Linked DNA regions of Sus scrofa: all the other regions are linked to region 1. The links are chromatin contacts, called in public HiChIP or PLAC-seq maps. All regions are on one chromosome and are shown on one strand. The core of a region is the stretch at or near the end of the contact, and the rest is flanking DNA. Distances in the headings are between cores, read along the strand shown. Region 1 overlaps LOC106509171 (a long non-coding RNA gene). Region 2 has its middle 380 kb from the start of MPDZ. Region 3 overlaps LOC106509171 (a long non-coding RNA gene).

The links. HiChIP or PLAC-seq counts read pairs in DNA pulled down with a chosen protein or histone mark.
Region 2: a contact with region 1 is called in an H3K27ac HiChIP or PLAC-seq map of skeletal muscle. The contact joins two enhancer-like sites. A contact is called at or near these places in 1 of 47 Hi-C or Micro-C datasets (skeletal muscle) and 1 of 2 datasets of contacts at active chromatin or transcription factors (skeletal muscle).
Region 3: a contact with region 1 is called in an H3K27ac HiChIP or PLAC-seq map of skeletal muscle. The contact joins two enhancer-like sites. A contact is called at or near these places in 4 of 47 Hi-C or Micro-C datasets (brain, psoas muscle, skeletal muscle and 1 more) and 1 of 2 datasets of contacts at active chromatin or transcription factors (skeletal muscle).

Annotation. Positions count from the first base shown.
Region 1 is chr1:208,926,378-208,930,670 of Sscrofa11.1, forward strand. The region is part of intron 1 of LOC106509171 (a long non-coding RNA gene); the gene reads left to right. Among named protein-coding and RNA genes, the nearest start is that of MPDZ, 250 kb to the right of the region's middle. Within about 2 kb of position 2,429, at least 3 of the 83 cell types and tissues checked have an H3K27ac peak or open chromatin away from gene starts, as enhancers often do. A contact at or near this core is called in skeletal muscle, where this site is marked.
Region 2 is chr1:208,795,466-208,799,758 of Sscrofa11.1, forward strand. No RefSeq gene overlaps it. Among named protein-coding and RNA genes, the nearest start is that of MPDZ, 380 kb to the right of the region's middle. Within about 2 kb of position 1,711, at least 6 of the 83 cell types and tissues checked have an H3K27ac peak or open chromatin away from gene starts, as enhancers often do. A contact at or near this core is called in skeletal muscle, where this site is marked.
Region 3 is chr1:209,054,512-209,058,804 of Sscrofa11.1, forward strand. The region is part of intron 2 of LOC106509171 (a long non-coding RNA gene); the gene reads left to right. Among named protein-coding and RNA genes, the nearest start is that of MPDZ, 120 kb to the right of the region's middle. Within about 2 kb of position 2,555, at least 13 of the 83 cell types and tissues checked have an H3K27ac peak or open chromatin away from gene starts, as enhancers often do. A contact at or near this core is called in skeletal muscle, where this site is marked.

The DNA of each region.
Region 1 (4,293 bases), core at 1,179-3,678:
TAACACACAAAAGATGTAGTCAAACTGTTAGCTTGTATCTACTGTGTTGAGCCTTCAACATGTAATATTACATTAATTTTCACAACATTTCCATGAGGTTGGTACTGTTATAATGATTATTTATTATTATTTGTCATTTAACAAAACCAAAGCTTGAGAGGGTTAGCAAGAATTTCTGATTTGAACTCAGACCTAGACTTCTCAGACTCAGGAGGAGCCCTTGTATATATCCACCACAGGAAACTGCTTCCTAAGAAAGTTAGGAAACTGGTGTATTGATGAAGCCATCAGGGCAGAGTAGAACAATCAAATAACATATTGAGTAATGAAACAAAAGTAAGTCAAAGAATTTCCTGCAGATAAATCTCCATAAGAGTAAATACTGCAACTCTAGTTTGTCTTAGTATCTTCTGTTCTCTGGCATCTAATTTGGTGGAAGGATGAGAAGAACAGCAAAGAGGGCTGAGGTAGAGCTGGAGAAACTCACAAACTCTTGTCTCTGCATCCATAAACCTGGATAACAGTCAATCTCTCCTCATCAAAATAATGGTGCTATTACTGCCTTGATGCCTTAGGAACCCCTCCTATCACCGTACTTGTTGCCGCTCCCATGACATCTTGCGTACCAAGTAATAATAATGCCTTGCCATATTGCTGCTGATCTTACTGTCAGCTTTTGGTCTGGGCTTGTAACTGTTGTGTCACTAACTTGATCTTCACCCAATAGATATAATCGGTTTTAGGCATTCTACCATTAGAACCATCTCTGGCTACAGTGCCTGACAGAGATACCTCCTCCACTAAACAGGACAAAACTAGTTCACACCATAAGTATGGATTCCTGCTCTGAGATGTATATGCCTTCAGTATTCTGTGCCAAGCTGGTATGAGGAGGATTCAATATGCCTTCTTTTTTCCAGGAGCAAGAAGATTCTGCTTCCCCAGGGTACAGGAGCTATGCTTTCTTCCCATGTGTGATATCTATGGGCTTTTTCCCTTTCAGTGCTGTGTTTCTTCTATGAAAATCATATGTAATCAGGGTACTGTCATTCTTTGTGAAAAACTCTTAATTTTCCCTGTGAACTGGAAATAATAAAGTAGAGTCAAATACAATGGTAGCCAGAGAAGGAAGATGTTATTTTCCTCCGTCTCCTTTTCCTAGCCTTCTATCCAGTCGACCTCCATAGAGCTAGCTCTAGACCAGACATAAACTGATACCAGAGCAAAGGACAGTCAGTGGGAATGACACAAGGCAGCCACAGGGTTGGCAGAAGTAAATGCAAAAGAATCAGCAAACAATTACAAAGGAGACATCGACTAAAGAGAGGAAGGACCTGCCAATATGGTACAACTCTCCATTTGCACATGGTGTTTACATTCAGAATCAGTCAAATCACACATTCCCCACCAAGACTTTTGTTTGGAAAAGTTCTGTGGCTCCTCCAACTTCCTTGTACCTTGTGTAGATGATCACCACCATAAATAGCCTGATGACTAGTTTCCAGCACATCTTCCCTAGTGTCCCTAAAAGGCAAATCAAATGCCAAGGTTCTTGAAGAGTTTAAAGCTTAAGGATGTGGGTTTTATCCATCAGGGTATTAATTATCCTGTGTAAATTAAAATTACCATCAGATTACCAACTTTAATATCACTTAAGAAAAAATACAATTTAGGCAAAAATGGAAGAAATTCAAATACCTAGTTACACACTACATTTACTCAAGATAAATGAAGCATTACTATTTATTCTTGCTTAATCTACTAAGCAGGGTCGTTTTATTTCCCAGACCTAAGTAGAACCCAATATGACTACCTTCCTAGCATCAAAATTTGTCTGATGTGTTCACATTGGCAGTACTTCAAGCTTGAGGACAGCAGAGCCATTTCAGGCTGTTCTCTGTACTTAGGTGCCAAGAAGCCTTAAATTAGCTACTTACTCTAATTACTCTAAATAGAAACTTAGCTGTTCATGTGTCCTTCTAGAGCAAAGGACTCAGAATCCTTCTATCACACCCTGAGAGAAACGCTCTCTAAGACTCAGTGTTAATTCTGTGGCTAGAGTGGAAAAATAAGGAAAATATCAGAAGCCACAAGTCTGGCTCATGTATAATCCCATCATCATGTCTCCATTTATCCTAAAAGGATGTGTTCAACAATCCAAACCAGACTCTGCTCTTTACAATTTGAAGTAGGTCAACTTTTTTTTTTTTTTTTTTAAGGGGTCAAAAACCCTTTTAAAAACAAGTTGAAGAGGAGAGAGTAGTTTTTAAAAACAATCGCCTAGCTATTTCTTAAGGCTGGAATATGCTGCAAAACATGTAAGAAAAGTAGAAAAAAAAATTTAAAGGAGATTTGGAAGAAGGGGAGAGGAGTGTGGTGAAAAGTAAACCAATAAACAAAAGAGCACAACTGTCAACCGCCAAAGGCAGATCTATGATCTCTTCCTCGTGGTTGTTGATCAGCCTGCCAAGTACAGCAGAGGAATGCCACGCCCTTTGAAGACAAACTAGTAGGAAATAATGTGGCCCTTTATTCAGAACATAAAAAAGAGCTGAAATTATGTATGTTTCATGGGATTTGAAAAGTGATTTAAAACCCTTAAGCATCAAATGTCTAAAACATGAATAAGATTAACCTCTGAAAGAAATGTAAAATTTACTACTCCTAATAAAAATACACTATTCATGCCTTACTTCTAAACTGAGCTGATGAGCAAAAACAGTTATAGGTCAGCACAAGCACATTTCCAAAATGATTGGTTCAGGCAAAGGCTTATGAAATGAAACTGTAGATGATGGGACTTATATCATCAGTCTTTTACTTTTGTACTTTTTGAACATCATCCAAAAATACTAATCCACTGTTGAAATTCTATGAAAGGGAGCAAGAAGAGAAATATTCTACCTATTGCAATCTTCCAACTGAAAGCATTCACATCCTGCTGCAAATGTATCAGAGCTGTATCACATCCTTTGGTGAATGTGCCCCCTCTTTTGTTTTGGTTTTGCTGTGTTAAATCTTTTTATAGAAGTTTAATGTCTGGCAAGAGCATGTTTCCAAGTTTTTTGGTTTTTTTTTCTACCTTACCCCCTGACTTTACATGAACCTTACCAAAAATTAAAAAGGAAATGGAAAAACTCAAGCATATATTCAATTTGCCACAACAAAGTTTGGCTTTAAAAAAATTTTGTTTTAGGAGTTCCCTTCGTGGCTCAGCAGAAATGAACCCGACTAGTATGCATGAGGATGCACGTTTGATCCCTGGTCTGGCTCACTGAGTTAAGGATCCAGTGTTGCTGGGAGCTGTGGTGTAGGTCACAGACTCCTCTTGGATCCCGCATTGCTGTGGCTGTGGTTATGGCTGGCAGACAGCTCCTCCAATTCGTCCTCTAGCCTGGGAACTTCCATATGCATATGCTGCACATGAAGCCCTAAAAAAAAAATTGTTGAGGAGAGAGAGGAAAATTAGACTAAAGGTAATTATTTATGCATCATCTTCATCATATACCCTATGCAGACTTTTAGCAAAACTGAAGAGGCATAGAACCACAGCATTTTATATACGGAAGTGTGCCTATGTTTTCTAGCCCTTGTAGTTTTAATTTCATATTAACCCTCTATTATTTATTATAATTAGTATGGAATATAATCTCATTAAACTCTCTTTTTGATGTAATGCAGATTCTTAAAAGCTAAATCTGAACTTCTACATTCTTCTCGAAGGCAAAAAGAAACAGAAACATGAGTCCTCTCACAGGACAAAACTACTAAATGTTTCTTCACTGATGGTCTGCCTGTGGCCGCCACTGAGGTGGGAATCAATCGTGCCTCCTGCTTGTTGGGGAAAATATCACTTCCTGTTGTATCATTCAGATTTTCTCCAAATTACAGTCACATCCACATCCACACAAAATTAATCCACACAATGCAGTTCCTGTCGTGGCTCAGTGGTTAACGAATCCGACTAGGAACCATGAGGTTATGGGTTCGATCCCTGGCCTTGCTCAGTGGGATAAGGATCCGGCATTGCCATGAGCTGTGCTGTAGGTCACAGATGCGGCTCGGATCCCACGTTGCTGCGGCTGTGGTATAGCTCCGATTCGACCCCTAGCCTGGAAACCTCCATATGCCACAGGTACAGCCCTAGAAAAGACAAAAAAATAATAATAATAATCTTCACTCATTTTGATCAAGTATTGTATTAGATTTTTACTTCTTTGACCATACACTTTGAAGACCCATACTTTCATTTCCATCAGCAACGCCTTTTAATTTTTATGGAAACTGTGTGTG
Region 2 (4,293 bases), core at 461-2,960, 130 kb before region 1:
GCCAAATTCCAGAACACTGACAACACCAAATGCTGATAAGAATATAGAATAACAGGAATGCTCGTTTGTTGCCAGTGAAAATGCAGAGTGGTACAGTCACTTAGCTGTTTCTTACCAAACTAAACGTATTTTTAGTACATAATCCGGTAATCACACTTCTGATTATTGACCCAAATGGACCCAAACATTTGTCCACACAAAATCCTGCACACAGTGTTTATCAGAGCTTTATTCATAATTGACAAAACTTTTAAGCAACCAGGATGTCATTTGGTGTGTTAGTGGATAATTCTAGTACATCCAGATAGCGGAAAGTTATTCAGCCCTAAATAGAAATGAGCTACCAAGCCATGAAAAAACATAGAAGAATCTTAAAATACATATTACTAAGTTAAAGACACCAATTTCAAAAGGATACATACTATATAATTCTAAGTGTATGTTAGTCTGGAAAAGGCAAAACTATGGAGAGAGTAAAAAGATGAGCGACTGACGAGTTAGGGCAAAGGGATGCATGAATAGGCCGATCTCAGAGGATTTTCAAGGCAGTGAGACTATTTTGGATGACACTACAATGATGGATACAAGTCATAAATTTGTTCAAATCCACAGAATGTACAACACCAAGCGTGAACCCTAGTGAAAACTGGACTCTGTGTAATAATGACATGTCAATGCAACTTTGTCAGTCATAACAAATGTACCACCATGTTGCGGAATTTCCATTGTGAGTGTGTGGGGACAGTGGGGATATAGGAGTTTTCTGTACTTCCTACTCAATTTTGCTGTGAACCTAGAAGAGCTCTAAACAATAAAATGTAGTAATTAAATACATTAGTAATTTATACTTAGTCTATTTTGAATGTGTTAACAAATATTAATAATAGTCTTTGGTACCTGTAGCAAATTATAACTAGTCTAATTTATATAGTATGTATGTATGTGTATATATATAAATTATCTATTGAATATATTTATCATATAATCACTGTATTACTGAAACATCAAAATATTATATATAACTATTATATTTTATAAATATTGAATATATGTAATATATGTTACAAAATTATAGTATATATATACATATGAATATATTTTATATACATATACCTATGAAAAGATCATTATATACATATATATACACACACACATAAATAAGCTAATTATATTCATGTAACTATTCTAACACTTAAATTCAGGCTTTCAAACTTCTAATTAAATGATAATAATTATATTATAAAGGGAGGTAAATTGGCAAAGCATGTTTTCTTCTTGCCAGTACTACCCTAGAAGCCTTTAAGGTAGGATCATTTTCCATTTCTATTTTTAAGTGAGTAAACAAAGTCATGGGAAGGTGAGTAACTATCTCAGAGCTATCCAGAGTTTCCTAAGTACAGCTAAGTTTAGACCTAGCCATCTGTGAGCTTGAGAACTGTTTTAGCCCAACCGGGTAGCTCTGTAACTCTGAGTCCCTCAGACTCTGAGCTACCCCTTATTCATCTTTCAGATGCAAGTGTTGCCTTATGAAATCTCTGGTTTTCTTTCCAGTCCTCATATCTGTGTGGTTAGTAGGATGGAAAAGAGACAATGCTTACATCTAAGAGAAAGGGATCTTTTTCATCATTTGCTTTACACAGGATGTAAAGTTCAGAGGGAGAACTGCCCTAGAGGTACCTTTATCAGCAAAGTTCCCAGCTCCTTCATCCCCACCAGCCCTGACACTCACATAGACAGAGCAGCCCATTAATCAGAGGATGATGTGGGAACACTATCACACTGAGGCTGTCATTTGAAGAATCTCCTCCTGTCAACAAAGATCCACTGAAGATGTTACCACAACAGAAAATCTTCCATCCAACAAGAGATTTTCTAAAACCTCTTCTTTCCAGCAAAGCTTTCCATAGGTTAAAATCTTTTCAATTTGTTTGTACAAGGCTTTAGCGTTAAAAAGTCATTATGTTCTGAATAATCTCTAATCAGTTCTCAACGTCAACCTGTAAGACGGGCAGGAAAGGAACTTTAATTCCCATTTTACAGTTGGACACTGAAACACTGAAGAAAAGGAAGCATTTGTCCAAGGTCACTGTAATAATAGTGACACAGTTGGAATTAGAGTTCAAACTTTTTCACTCTCAGTCAAGTGCTCTTTCATCACCAGAAGTGTTTGACCTACAGACTTTTTTTTTTTTTTTTTTTTTTTTGTCTTTTTGCTATTTCTTTGGGCCGCTCCCACGGCATATGGAGGTTCCCAGGCTAGGGGTTGAATCGGAGCTGTAGCCACCGGCCTACGCCAGAGCCACAGCAACGCGGGATCCGAGCCGCATCTGCGACCTACACCACAGCTCAGGGCAACGCCGGATCGTTAACCCACTGAGCAAGGGCAGGGACCGCACCCGCAACCTCATGGTTCCTAGTCGGATTCATTAACCACTGCACCACAACGGGAACTCCTGACCTACAGACTTTTAATGGATGGAAACCTAGAGAAACCAAGCCACACTATGGCCATCACTGTCTTTCAAAGTTACCAGTGAGAGAGCTGGGGCCCTGGAAAGACTAGGAATGGATGTCATTTCCAGCCTGAGACGATGGGTCTCAACTTTTCAGAAGCCTCCTAGGCCAGCAGGTGGAGCCTCTTGCCACGCTCGTTTCCAAAGATAGAATGTTTGTTGTTGTTCTTTTTCTTTCTTTAAAAACCAAACCAACCAAATAATATATACATTACTAGTCAACCAGCTCAGGGCAGAACAAGGTTCTAAAGTCCTTGCATTTGTTTTAACTTTCTTCAGGTGCTGAGCGGGAGGTTCATGATCACTGACCTGGAGGTTCAAGTACACACAGAGACACAAAGGAATTTCAGAAAGGAATCTGAGGTTTTGTGCAAGGCGGAGAACAGTGAATATGCTCAGTGAGGCATACTAGCTTTGCAAACACAGAAAGGAATGGAGGAGCAGCACATGGGGTGGTATGTGCCTCCAAACTGCTGTCAGCAGGCACTGGATCCAGAAACAGCAGGAGACAGGCTTCCTCTTTAAAGAAAAGACAGTTGGAATCCCTGAGTGTTTGCCTGGTAAATAGCCGCCTGAGCCATATGAGGGTGTAATGCCCCCTTTATGCAGGTCTATAGAACATCCTTCCTTTCCAGTGGGGAGGCCAGGGGCACAGCCCTGCTCTTGATTTGCAGCATAAACATTCCTTCTCTATATGCATTAAGTGCCATGAGTCAGTCATCTTTTCCACTCCCTTCTAAAATATTTTGTTTTCCATCTCTCCCTTCTTTTCCATGTTGCTTTGAGAAAGATCTAAAACTTCCACCCTGCTTTCATTAGCTGCTTTGCGTTGCTGTCTCAACCCACAATCTAAATTTAAACCATGGCCCCAGAGAAGGAACTAACTGGTGGTTATGGGCATGCCCTCATTGTTGCCTTAGAGACAATTACCTTTAGTCAATCCTTTAAACTTTTCTATAGGTAAAGTCAGGATGCGGCTATGTTTCATCACAAAGGCATTGTCTAGAGGCTTGAGGAAGAGCTTTCTAACTTTCTTGCTTGCTTGCTTTCCTAATTTATCCAGCTAAAGACAGCCAGATTAATCTTTGTAAAAAATAGCTTTTATCAGAACACTCCTGAAACCTGAAACATTTCAGTGTCCTACCCTTTGTCTCTCACATAAAGAATTAACTTCTTAGCCTGGCTTATGGTGCCTCCAAGGTCTAGCCTCAACATATCTTTTTAGTCTCCCTACCCATTCTTCATCATAAATCAGCCTGGCCTACTTGTTTCCTTAAATTTTCCTGTCACATTCTTCCTTCCACTCTTTGGTTTGCATTATTCCCTTAACTAACAGGAATGGCTTCTTCAATGCTGTCAACTTATCTGATGCCTTCAGATCTTTGTTCAAGGCCCAGCTGAATATCCCCTTCTCTATGAAGCCTTTCTGAATTTCTCCAGCCCACATCATTGCTCCCTTGCTTTGAAACTACAAAAATTTCTTTTCTACATGTATGAAACCTCCCAGCCTGACATTTATCATTTTAGCCCCTGTGTACTTGCTCTGTCATTATACCATTGGCCCACATTAAAAAAAACTTTATAAGAAAATGCGTGAAAGCATGATCAAATTTATGATATGGATATGGTTGGGGACATAGTTTGGTATATTTCACAATGTTCTTTCCATGCAGGCCCATGGGAAAAATGTCTCTCAGCCCCCAAACCAAGAATAGCTGAGCTTGTCCTGAGCTGCTGTTTTGTTTTTATCTTGTGGTCATCATGAGTCATGTCTTCATGT
Region 3 (4,293 bases), core at 1,305-3,804, 130 kb after region 1:
GGAGGTTCCCAGGCTAGAGGTCAAATGGGAGCTGCAGCTGCAGGCCTATGCCACAGCCACAGCAAGGCTGGATCTGAGCCACATCTGCGACCTACACAGCAGTTCATGGGAATGCCAGAACCCCAATCCACTGAGTGAGCCCAGGGATTGAACTCCCTTCCTCATGGATACTCCTCATTATTGTTGAGCCACCAGGTAATTCCAAGGAGGTGCTGATAAAATTGGATGGAAGTGGGACTAGGGCACCCATAGCGTTTCAAAGCTCTCCAGGTAACTCTAATGTGCTTAGAAGGTTACAGACTGCTGACATGCTTTCCATTCATTAGATCACTAGTTCTGATATTTTTAAATATTCTATAACTTTTGTATTTTTTATCCCCATGCTACAAATGAGGAAATGCATTTAGGGAGGTTAACTGTTTATCATAACACAAATAAGACGGATGGAAATCTTGGAAATCTGGTGCTTTCCAATCATCTCTGATCCAATGATCCTGGACTTTCCTAATCTTTAATTTACGATTAGTTGTATAATTTGTTGATTGGTTTCCTGGGGGTCTCTCCTCTTTGGTTTCTTTCTGTGTTATTGTAGCGCACATTTTTAAATGCCTTTTATTTTAAATGCCTTATAGTTCCAGGGTATTTAAATGGAATCATACACCAAATAAAGGTCATGCATTTGCTTGTCATTCCCTACAAGGATTTGTTGGCATATTGGAAACTAAATGTTGGCAGTCCAGGTGGTGGTGTTCTGGAAAGTCAGGGCTACCAGGCTCTTTCAGTAGCTGAGCCTGAAGAAGGGTGGAGCTCAGGAAGAGGAGACTGAGCTTCTTCTGCTGTGTCACTACAGCCAAGTGCATGGAGGTAGGGGGAAAACAGGAATTCAGTGGTTAATGGGAAGTGAAGGGAATTTCTATAGTCTCTGCCTCAGGCCTTTTAGGTGTGTTTGTGTTTTGTTCATCTTAAATCTGTTACCTCTATTTCTCCTGATTATCTCACTGGCCCCAGGACATTCCTACCCTTTATTTAGTTATTATCTCCACTGGAAATCTACTTAACTTTTAGAGAGGTAGGAAGCAAATTCTACCCCACCACAATTCTATTTACAATCTTAATCCTACACAGCCAAGGTAAAGAAAAGTAGTCATTACCTATACATATTGAGTTTACTCGCTGGGACACTACTGGAGCTTAAGGAAACAAATTGCCACAACAAAACCCCAAAACACACTCCACACTGCACTGATGGCTCTCCTTCGGATTGGAGGTCCCATGAGCTACCAGTTTAACACCCCAACTGCCAACACCCCACCTGAAAATAGGAAAGAATTGTGTTTTCACACCAGCATATAATTGGCAGATCCATACTTTGTTTTTGCTTGTTTCTTTCAGCAAAATCAGCCTGCCTTCTTTCCGACTTTCCCTGCCAATCATATCAGATTGTGTGAGCTTTATGGCTGTACAATAATTTCTGGGCAACCTTAAAGCCAGAGAGACAACAAAGACATACTGAAAAAAAAAAAAATCATGGCGAAAGTATGAGTGAATAATAGAAGACAGATTTGAGATAATTATTGGAGAGATGACAGAGTATTTCACCATGATTTGTTTTGCCAGGTTGTCGTTTCAAAGATAATGAAGAACTATTAAATTGATTTCTTTTCTTTTCTCTGGGAAATGAGTACACAGATATTAAAGAATAAATGAAATGAATACATGGATACTAATTATAAATACTAATTATGGTAAGTTTGAACAGCTAGCTACTTTATACAACACTAGAAATATTCGTTATGCAAATGCACACACTCTACCCAGCGGCTTTATAGATTACTGGCATTAGGTCCAGAATTATTGTGCAGAAACAGGATGGTGGCTCAACTTGGTTGGGGGTCATTTTATTGCCAATTTAACTAGTGTTAAATTCGTGGGTATTTAACTATCACTGAAACAATTTGGGGCTCAATTCACCAAAGTATCATTTTTACTAATATTTTAGTGAAAAGTGAAGGAGTGTTCCTCCTGACACTGTCCTCCAATGCTGGAAAGCACCACTGTTTTCTAGTCTACAGTAATGAAACTTGCATTAGCAAAAGTGGGCTGGTTGCCTACCAAGGAAAAAAACACAGTCTCCTTGAGAACTTGGTATCCTGCTGTATTTTATTGCAGTAAAACCATTTTCACATCCCTCTTCCCTGAAGGAGATATTTAAAAATTCCTAAATCATGAGCCAAATTAGTATAACCCATCCAGCATTTCGTGGAAGACATTCACCATAGGATTATTACATTGAACTACCAACTTTTTGTTTTAGGAAAGAAAAAAAAAACATTATTTCTCAACCAACACGAAACATGATCAACTTCAAATTCAGAAAGATTTACAAATGCCACAACACAGTTATCTACCAGCAAACATCATTTCTTTGTTTCATGGGACACTAAGGATGAATTATTCATGAGCCCCCATTTCAGATGCTTATTGTGTCTGGTGGCAAAGTCTCCGCCTGCTCAGCCCCGGGAAAACTCCAGCGCTTTGCTGCAGGCACCGTGCTCTGTGCCATCCAGGGACCAGCCTTGTGCTCTCGAGTTACTGGAGCAGTGCAGGCGGTTTCAGTGGCCTCAGCTGTGGAGACAGCTGTTTGCCCACAGTCTGTGATGGCAGAAATGTGTGGTAGGCTTCCCCCTAACAGCATGCCCCTCACCACATACACACACACATACACACACACACAACTCCCATGTCATGCATCATAAAACACACCACCACCACCGAAGGGATGCATAGAAGCCCCATGATTTGGGGACCAGAATGAGCAGTACCCCACAGTGTAGAATAGCTCTTTATCTTGTATGCAAAATTATTGGGTGATAGGCTGAACAGCCCCTGAATCCAAAGCTTTCTTGTAATTTATGTATCAAAAGGTCTGTGCATGTGTGAAATTCAAAATGATTTATTGTTTAGTTATTGCCTTATTTACTTACTTAATGGATTGATTGATGTGCCTGGATCCCAAGGCCAGCAGAGGCTTTTTTAAAAGATTATTTTAAAGGAAGTAAATTGCCATCAGTTGGCCAACCCCTCCTTGCTGGTGTGGATTCATAAGGAGTTCCTTTTGGCTCTGGCTCGCTACCTATCTGCGGCTATTCATTGACACAAAATACTGCACCTTGCACACAATGGGAAGTGGCAGGGATGATAAAATGGAATATTAGGGATGGAAGGGTAAAATATGGGGAGATAATGTGAATCAAACCCCAAAGTTTCAGCCAACATATGCATCTATAGTAGTCTATCCTTTGCACAGAGCTTGGGCCGGAAGCAATGAACAACTCCACAACGAGTGTTAAGATTTCTTCCCGTACCATTTCTCTGCAGAAGAGGGAAGTACAGACAAAAGTCTGCAATTTTGAATTCTTCTTGTAGATCTCTCATCATCTGTTTCTCTCATGGACACTGAACTTACTTTCATTTTGTCAGGACATACTACATCTGAATTGGTCAATGTCAAAATTAAGCTGACTGTAAACAATGAGAAGAGAGTTACAACAAAAGTTTCACAAACTTTTCCCTCACACTTGAATTCTGTTATTTTATTAGGGGGTCCTAATTTTGTAATTGGTCTTGGTGAATAAGGGTCAAATCAGGAGAAGGAGGAACCGGTTTATAGACGCGGGATGTTGCACTTGTGCAGAACCCTTATTCACTCAATGTTCTATGCATTCGACATTTACGTAAGATCTCTGGAACCTCATTTCCAACCGAACTCTAATTTGACATAATGCAGCGTAGAATGGCACCAGTCATCGGGCTTGCATCAGAAATGCATTTTATTTGGATTCAATTCAGACTCTTAACGAACTGGTTCCTGTAAATGCAGCAGATGGGAGCGAGGCAAATGGGAGCGTGTGTGCGGCCTCACACCCAGCATTCACGGCTGCCTCACTGTGCTAAAGCCTTTCCTGAGTTAGTTGGTTAGTTAGTTAGCTAATTAGTTAGGCACACTCCAACTGAAACTTTTCATTATAATTAACATATTTATCCTACCAATCCACCAAATTGAGGCAAAAGCTACGGTCCAGCCAAGGCAAGTCGATTCTTTCCACAGCTTTCTCTCTCTCTCTCTTCCTGATTAATGTGGTGAATGTTGCCAGAAGATGGTCCAACGGTTTATAAACCTGGCAAGCTGTAGCCAGAGCTGCTTTTCTAAAGGTCAATTAAAAAATGCTAGTTGCACTGTAAACAGAATTCTCCCTAGAAGAATGCCACGCAGTGCCCAGAGTGGTCTCTTAA